Regions from separate parts of the Gossypium hirsutum genome. Here region 2 is linked to region 1. The links are chromatin contacts, called in public Hi-C maps. All regions are on one chromosome and are shown on one strand. The core of a region is the stretch at or near the end of the contact, and the rest is flanking DNA. Distances in the headings are between cores, read along the strand shown. Region 1 has its middle 31 kb from the start of LOC107955177. Region 2 holds the start of LOC107955180 (protein trichome birefringence-like 30).

Region 1 (4,562 bases), core at 878-3,377:
CAATCTTCCCCTTTGACAATTTGTTGAACAAAACATATACAACAGAATAAACTACGATCAAAATACAATTAACAAATGCAATTCACTACTTATACCCTCTTCAAATCTTGTCGACTTCGAGCCTCTTGTAAAAGCTTTTCACCAACGCATTTAACCATTGGACCAAAATCTTGCAATTTGAAAAGTAAGGTGATTAAATTCCTAAAAATAGAAGTCAAGAGACTATATTTCATATGTAGGAAGAGTACAAAGACTTGTAGCATATTTTAACCTTACGTGGTATGTTTTTCGAGTGAATATTTGATATACCCTCAATGCATAAGTCTCATGCACTGCTAGTAAATAATAACACGACATTTCATCACTAGTGAAATGAAAAATACAATAGGACTTATAAATAAAATACTAACTAACTTTATTTAAAAATAAACTCAAAATTTGAAATCCGAAACTCAAAACTCAATATAAACCTTAAACCGTAAACTCAAAATTCAATATAAATCCTAAGCATTAAATCCTAAACAATAAATTCTAAACTGGAAACTATAGAAATAATGATTAGAGATAAATATCAAAATTATACATGAATTTTGATCCAATGTGCACTTTGATACATGAAGTTTGATTTTGTGCAATTATACACATTAAACTTTGATTTTGATTCAATCGTATACATTTAATGAAATGGATACATCAATTTATTTTTATATTGGATAAGTATAATTATTTGTTTAAGTGATTTTCAAATGTAAAATGATATTATATTGATAATTTTGTTAGTTATTTATGAAAATTGAGTCAATTCAAAATGTCATGTATAAAATTGCACAAAATCAGAGTTCATATATAACATTGCACATTGAACAAAGTTCATGTGTAGTTTTGGGATTTATCCCTAATAATTATAATTCATATTTATATTTAATTATGTTTAAAATAAAATTATTAGTATTTATATATAGGTCATCTACTATTTTTTTTGTTTTATCCAATGATGAAGTATTGTTTTTTATTCATTAATTGTGCATAAAACTCATACACTAATAGTATATCCAATTGTTGTCTTGGCTCGTTCTTTCGCTCTCTCTCTTTTTCCTAACCTATTTAGAGTGCAAGTTCTATAATATTGTTGTGCATGTTTGTATTGCTTGTTAATTCTCTTTTATCTTCTTTTTTTTTTTGTACTTTGAGTAAAGAGACCGAGCTTAAGGTTTTTTCAATTAAAGAGAAGGTAGATGTTGAGTTGGTGGTTAACATTGAAGAAATCTATAGGGAAGAAATTGATTATGACCTTTGCTTGGTTTGGTAAGTTCGTGGGTGAAAGGGCCATCAACTTTAATGCTATGGAACATTCCCTCTTATCTCTTTGACGTTCAATTCAAGGTGTTAGTAGCAAGACTATTGGTGAAAATAGTCTTTATCTTATTAAATTGTTCGTTATTGTGGATTTGAAGAAGATGATTTCGGGGGTTCATGGTCATTCAATAATTGTATCCTGTTTATCCATCAATTGGCCAAAAGTGAAAATGTCGATGAGATTGAATTTTTATATGCAAATTTTTTTTGTTTAAGTATAGATCTTGCTCGGTTTTTTTCTTGAGGGTCTCGTCAAAAATCGTGGTAATGTTATTAATAGTTTCTTAGACTATGATGTGAATAGTCAACGTAATTTCCATAATAGCTATATGTGAATTTGTGTTCGTATCAACATCAACGAACCTTTGACGCGCAAGAAGAAGATTACAAAGTAAGGGGATCAATACTTTGAAGTCTCTTTTAGCTATGAATGCATTCGGCTGATTTGCTACACTTTTGGGCCCATTGGGCACATTGAAAACAATTGTAGGAAGCCTATTGAGTTTCCAGAGGACAAAGTGGTTCGTGGTTGGCAAGAAAGTATTCATGCTGAAGTCCGGTACAGCTATAGGAGGCGACTGCATCAGTGAAGGCATGAATTCAGGGATAGTGGTGATTGAAATTTTGCGGCTAGGAATAAATCAAGGATTGACAATTGCTACTTGTCTTTTCCTAAATTTTCGGCCCGGGTAACCGGCTTTGAGTGGAGGTCAACTTGCTACACAAATGGGCCAACCACATTTTGGGCCTTTACCGAATACAAACATTGCTTCTATTGGAGAGATGGGCCCACCGCATGGTCAATTGGGCATTTTTTCTACTTCACCATCGAGGTACAAAGCTAAAGAGGATATTATGGAACTCGATGAAACTAAAAAACATACAAGGGATGAGATTTCAAGCACAATTTCTTCTAAAGATGGGATGTATAATAATGCCATGTCCGTTTCTAGTGTTTCTGCTGATTCCATTATTCCTGTATCAATCAGTCTTCCTTTGGAGGCCTGCTACGATAAATGAATTGTTTAGCTTGTAACTTAAATCCCTTACCTAAGCTATTAATTAAATTCGAGTAAAGAAGGTCACATTTTCGAGCCAATTATTTCATTAAATTTTAAACTATTTAGTCATGTTCCACTCATAATTCAGACCTATTTAAAGTTATTTAAATGTTCTTGTACCATTTGTAAACTTTTTTTATGACCTGGTTTCGAATGGAGGTTGTTCGAGGTCTTTTTTAAAGCAAAACAAGAAAAATTTCAGTCATGGTTTATATGTCTCGAAACAAGAATCTACGTATCTCGAGAAATTACTCTAGTACTGTAGCAATTTTGGTTCGAAATCTACTTTTCTCGAGACAAAAGTACATGTCTCGAGACATGACCCTAGAACTGTACTATTTTAGATTCGAAATTTACCTGTCTAGAGACTTTGGCTCTTATGTCTTGAGACTTGGAATAGGAGATCCAAAAATCAAGTTGTAAGCATTTATGACACAATATCTAAACATCATTATTTCATTTTTCAAACATTCTTGGTCACTTTCCAAGCTTAAAATTTCGATAAAGGTCAATCTAATCTTCACAAGTTCATTTTAGCTTCTCTTACATATTAGCAATTCCATCTCTTATGTGAACTTCTTAGCATTACAACTCCTTCATTATTTTTCCTCTTCTTCCTCCTCTTCATTCCACATCCTATATGTACATGTATATATATATGTGAGTACCTTTGACTTTTAGTATAGCATGCCTATATGTAATATGAAATACTTTTTTCACTAATTGCACTTATACTCTTAACAAGGTTGTCTACTTGAGTAGAAGTTACTAAATTATTTATATCTTGGCCTACAAAAATCAAAATTAAGATACACTTTTTGTTTTTGAAACTAGACTCAATGAATTTTTTATCATAAAAAAAACTCAGAATTTAGTTCAAAGTATATTAATGCCATTTTTTTCTTCAAATCTTCCATTGTTCTACTACTAAGAAGCTCTGACCCTTCTCCACTAAATATTATTTATCTTTCTGTATAAAATTCATATAACATTGTTGTTTATTTCTCTTGAAATTAGACTCATTAAGATTTATATATATATATGAATTTCATCTCCTAACTATTTTTTTTACAATTTTTAATGATTTTCAAAGTTAGAATAGCAAATCCTACAATTTGTATAACCTTGTTTCACTAAAATGCATATATCTCATTCAATACAATCTCATTGCTTACACCGTTTCTTCTGTACAGAACTAGATTCATTAAAATTTAATTTCATACTTGGTTTATCATTTAACTCATCTTTTAAATTTTTTTGTGAATTTTTAAATTTAAGCTACTGCTGTTGTCCAAAAATTGTTTGTGATAATATTTACTTTTCCATGGTTCTTTAAATTAACTTTCATTTAAACATACATACTATTCATTAGAGTCATTTAGGTTCATATGTTGATATCATATTCATTTATTTACCTTAAAACTTCTCGTAATACAAATCATATTTCTCTCTTTCACTTAAAACTTGGTGTTTCTACATATCATACTTCATCAATTACTTTCTATCTCTACTATTTCAATTAAAATTCACATATCTTGCATTTCATTCATAACATATTTAACTCAAATCATAGAGATATAAGTAAATTTAATTTGCAAACTTACCACTTTTGACAAGAATTTCTTCTCTTTTGCTTCTTTTCCATTTATTTCTCAACTTCATCACTATCCTTCTATTTTCTTCTAATTTTCTTCACTTACATCTACTAATTTCTTGCTTCTAAGTTGTGGAACATACTCTCTACGAAATCTGCTTCATCTTTACTCTTTGGTGCCTAGGGAAAATTCTAAGAATTTTGGGTGAAATAACGAGATTTCATAACAAAGGACTAAATTGTAAGAAAAGGAGAATTTTTCCCCTTTTATATGATGGTAGCATTAGAGCATGGAGAGTTTGAATAAATTTCTTCATACTTCCATACAAATATCTCATCTAATTTAATTAATTAAAATTGTACAAGCCCATTTTGCCCGGGCCCAATTAAACCAAAGAACAAATAAAACCAAAATAAACTAAAGTCCAGTCCAATTTACAAATCAGCAAACCCAATACCCCAAGCCCAATTACAACCCGAGCCCAATTACAATGCAAAGCCCAAATGGCCCAAAACACAAATCAGAAAAAGGAAACCCTAACCATAGGTGC
Region 2 (4,975 bases), core at 1,649-4,148, 53 kb before region 1:
TGGAGTTGCTAGATCTTCAAAGGGTTGGATGATTTTCTAACTTAATTGAAATGCATTGTATTGCAGAACATGTATGCGCAGTTGCTACCTCTTGCCTTGCCAGCACCTCCGATGCCAGGCATGGGAGGAGGTTTTGCTCCTCCACCACCTATGGGAGGAGGAATGGGAATGCCTCCGATGCCACCATACGGCATGCCACAAATGGGCAGCTATTAAGTCCTAACCAAGTCTGTTTTGTCAAAAAGGTTTTATTAGCAGCGGGGAATCCCATGGTGCATTGAGGTTAAAAGGCTGACGTAGTTCTATTAGTGGCAAATTTTCACGCTTCGACGCTGTCATTTTATTTTTCTTGTCCGTCTCTGGTAGGGTGTGTGATATGTCTTGTAATATTCATTTTTTTTATGTAGCAAGAGGCATTTTTTTGGCTGCTGATAGGGGGCAAGCCGAGGATTTAATGCATATTTGTAATTTTCCTTTTTGTAGTATTATTTTCTTCCGGTGTTTGGAAGCGACTTACGAGTATATACGAAAACACTTGCACATTACGCCCGTCATTGTTTCGAAATTTGATATTTTTCGACTCTGTTTCCCCCCTTACACCTAAAATATTTGGGCAAAATGCCAAAAAAGTTCTTTTTTTTTCAATATTTACCGAAATAGGCCGATTTTTTAATTATTTATCAGAATAGGTCATTTTTTGCGAAATCGTGTCCACGTAAGCGCGATGTCAGGGTACGTGTTAGGACATCGTGTCCACGTCAGCGTGACCTAGTGATGTGGACACAAATCGCGCCTACGAGGACGCGATTTGTTGACGTGGCATGAACAGTTTATGTTTTTAGCATGGAAAATTTTGAAAGGCTATAGCTTTTGGCTCGGTTGTCCGATTGAGACGAATTTTTTTTGATTTCGAATAACTTTTCGAGATCTATGCGTTGAAAAACTGCTTAGAGATGAATAGGGACTAATTTGTAAAGTATAATTTGTTAGTTACGAGTATAGAGATTAAAGTGTAATTATTTCAAAATTAGCATGAAATTTTTGTATTTAAGAATATTTGAATGTTATGGAAGGATGAACTTGAATTTGAATTGAAAAACGAAGCTTAGATTTGAAAATATGACTATTTAGGTTTTAGGGACTAAATTGAATAAAATAGAAAATTTTAGGAAACTTCTCAAAAGTGGAATGAGCTGACTTATACCTATAACAGGATGATATAAGGCAATTCTGTAAAAAAATATCCGGTGTTTACTTCAAATAAATAAGGAAAATAATAATTTGAATGTTTCAAAATTCAATTTTAAACCGAAAAAATCGAAATTTAGGGGCAAAAAAGGGGGTAAAAAAGGATCTTTTTCGACGAAAACTGCGGCAAACTGCCTTTGGGAGTTTGTCAGTGCGTAGATCTCGAAAATTTATTCGAAATAAAAAAAAATCGTCTCAATCGGACAACCGAGCCAAAAATTATGGCCTTTCAAAGTTTTCCAAGCTAAAAACATAAACTGGTCATGCCACGTCAGCAAATCGCGTCCTCGTAGGCGCGATTTGTGTCCATGTCAGCAGGTCGCGCTGACGTGGACGCGATTTCGCGGAAAATGGCTCATTTCGATAAATAATTAAAAAATCGGCCCATTTCGGTAAATATTGAAAAAAAAGGGCTTTTTTTGGTAAAATAGTCAAAATATTCGGTTCCTTTTTCTTTTTAAATTTTTTCTATGTACATTTTACAACAGTATATATATTAACAAAGTTGATGTTTTGAGTTAATCAAATATTAATTCAGTAAATGTTAAAATGTTAATCGTTTTTCTCAATGTATTTTTTTGCATAATTTAAACCTAAAATAAATTTATGAGTAGTTAAATTTTATAGGTTTTGATACCACTATAAAGCATAACATGATAAGGAATCTAATTTAGCCATTCTAAAAGTTAAAAGAAATTGAAATCCATTAATTGTTGTCCACTCAACAGCTCAAACATGACTAAAAGTCCCAATATTTTTTAAGATGCAAATCAATCAAATTAACGGCCATATTAATGTTTTAACGGTTTTGGACTAAAAAAACAAAAAAATGATAACTCGATTGACTATTCTATAAATTTTAAAGTCGGTATTCTTTTACATTTTATTAATTAAACAATAAAAATTATCTAATAATCAAATAATAGATAATATAATATATCCAATAATCAATTAAGTAATCTTAAATTTAAGTTTTTTTATTAATAAAAGTAACCAAGGTAAAAATTCATCTAATATATATTCTTTTTGACAAAAAGAGATTTCTTTTTGAAGAAGAAAAGTAATTAGAGATAGAACAACAATGGCGTATTGTCCAACACAATGGTTGCCAATCATCAAGATCTCAAACATATGCTGTCAAACCCCATAAAGTAGAAAAAAAAGGAATCATCACCGATCACTTAGACATTAGCCACTAATGAAAATATTAATGCATAAATCCCTGTTTCTAATCGACTTTCGTTTTCATTGAAAGCCTTGCTTAATAATCAGACCAAGACCCCATAAGAGGGGGAGGCTGGGAGCCACCCCAACCCGATCGAAAACAGCAACCGGGGGCACCTAATCCGGATCAGCACCCATACAGTGACAACATTAGCGTGTCTAATCGTAAAAATTAGTTGGTTGTTTGATTTGCCACATTTTTTAATGAAACCAACGAAAATTAATTTAATGGATAAACCAGTAAATATCAACATTACTGGTTAAAACACATCAAGCAAGGTAAGAAAAAATTGTGGGTGGTAAAAAGTTCAGGCATTCTAAATTCGATCCTGTACAATCTTTATTCTTACCCTTAAAAAAAATAAAAACGAAAAAGAAACAGTAACGGAAGCTGTTGTTAGTTAACAAATGGGAGGTTGACTTATACCTATTAAAAAGGAAGTTAAAAACAGATAAAGAAGAAGATAAAATCCCAAGAACAGAAATTCAGTCTCTGATAGAGTGATAGAGAATCAGTAACAATGAGACCTTTTGATAAGACCCAAAGATGCAATTACTTCCCCATGCTAACCATTGTAACTTTTTCAACTTTGTTCTTTGCATTCTTTTGTTACAATCAATACATGAAAACCATTCCATTCCCAGATTTCAAACACCAACACCCCTTCCAGGAATCTTCAAACTCAACCTATGTTCAACTTCAAGAAACAAACAAAGCTGACGATGGCGACTATGAAAGGATTGTTTCGCCATTAGAAGAGTGTGATATCTTCACAGGAGAATGGGTTTTTGATAATGGGTCATCACACCCTTTATACAAAGAAGACAACTGTGAGTTCCTTACTGACATGGTGACTTGCTTGAAGAATGGAAGGCCTGAGTCTTTATACCAGAAATGGAGATGGCAGCCCAGAGACTGCTCTTTGCCCAAGTAAATACTTTCTTTCTCTAAGTACTTGGTAATTCTTTTCAGATTCATTCTTTTAGTCTTCCATTTTTCTTCAAGTATCTTGTTCCTTGCATATTTTGAAACGATATGCTACTCCATAAACCCTTGAATAGTTAAAAATTTTGGGTTAAGGTTTGAGGCAAATTTATTGCTGGAGAAACTTAGAGGAAAGAGGCTAATGTTTGTTGGGGACTCCATAAATTTGAACCAGATGCTATCTATGGTTTGTATGGTTCAATCTATTATCCCACCAGAGAAGAAGAGCTTTAGTTATGCAAGCTATACCACTGTCTTTAAAATGGAGGTAATTGCTTGCTACTGTTTCTACAATATTTTAACTCATTGATTGATTTCATACAAATAACTAAGAAAAAAAAATGAAAGAATTTGTTTGAACTGTGTAGGATTACAATGCTACAATGGAGTTTTACTGGGCACCATTTCTGGTTGAATCCAATGTAGACCCTCCAACAATGAGGTATGGCACAGTGGTTCCTGTAGTCAAGCTTGAATCAATCTCAAAACACGGGGATAACTGGAAAAATGTGGATTATCTCATATTCAATACTTATATTTGGTGGAGGTACCCCACTATGAAAGCTCTGTAAGTTCTTACATTTGTTGTCTTTTACATTCTTTAGTACATATGGTTCTGAAATACTAGAAAATTTCACTCAATTCTTTCTTCAAAACTGACCTAAAAGGCAAGGATCTTTCAGTAATGGGGCAACGGATTCTGTCGACATTGATCAGAATGTAGCATATGAGAGGGCTTTGAAATCATGGGCTAAATGGGTGGAAGAAAATGTTGATTCTAGTAGAACTTCAGTGTTCTTCAGCAGTATGAGTCCTACACATATGAAGTATAAACTAGCAAACACTTGAAAACTTCTCAATTAGATGGTTCTAAACAGATACTTTAACGCATTTTGTGTATGCAAATTAAAACAGGAGCTCTGATTGGAATAACACGAATAGGATCAAGTGTTGGAACGAGACATCTCCATTTCCGAACATATCGAGAATTGATGTGGGTACCAATTGGCAGCTTTTCACAACCGCGGTGAATGTCATTCAATCCATGAAAATACCGCTTCACTTCCTCAACATAACGAGGCTATCCGAATACCGGAAAGATGCACATACATCAATCTATGCAGCTCCTGGTGGTAAGTTGCTGACGCAAGAACAAAAATCTGATCCGGCAAGGTATGCAGATTGTTTGCATTGGTGTCTGCCTGGATTGCCTGATACGTGGAATGAATTGCTATTTGCACTTATCATGTACCGAACTTGACTTTGATTGTCATGATTGATTCAGTCCTAGAGATGAATGTATGATTTAGAAAAATAATTCGCTTTTTATCCGTTACAAGATTAAGAATACAAGAACTCCTTTTCTTATAACCGTTCAGGTGCAATTTAGAACGATTTTGAATGTGCTCTAAGGTCCAGCTTGGTTAGAAGCTGCAATGGATTGTAGGTACCAGATAGGAAAGCAAGTGGTCCTTGAGATCTTCAGGTCCAAATATGGTAGGACAAGTATTAAAAACA

What was found. Hi-C and Micro-C count contacts between places; a contact is called where the count stands out from the background.
Region 2: a Hi-C map of leaf shows a contact between it and region 1, with 4 times the contacts expected there. The contact joins the promoter of LOC107955180 here to the enhancer-like site in region 1. A contact is called at or near these places in 5 of 34 Hi-C or Micro-C datasets (leaf and petal).

What each region holds. Positions count from the first base shown.
Region 1 is chrD04:13,557,141-13,561,702 of Gossypium_hirsutum_v2.1, reverse strand. No RefSeq gene overlaps it. Among protein-coding and RNA genes, the nearest start is that of LOC107955177, 31 kb to the left of the region's middle. Within about 2 kb of position 2,127, at least 6 of the 9 cell types and tissues checked have an H3K27ac peak or open chromatin away from gene starts, as enhancers often do. A contact at or near this core is called in leaf, where this site is marked.
Region 2 is chrD04:13,610,470-13,615,444 of Gossypium_hirsutum_v2.1, reverse strand. It overlaps LOC107955180 (protein trichome birefringence-like 30), which reads left to right and starts at 2,898. Exons shown (of 5, transcript XM_041092012.1): 1 at 2,898-3,403; 2 at 3,633-3,725; 3 at 3,826-4,025; 4 at 4,141-4,284; 5 at 4,373-4,828. The coding sequence starts at 3,368. The coding sequence ends at 4,718. It overlaps LOC107955181 (clathrin heavy chain 1), which reads left to right. Exons shown (of 32, transcript XM_041092013.1): 32 at 67-554. The coding sequence ends at 216.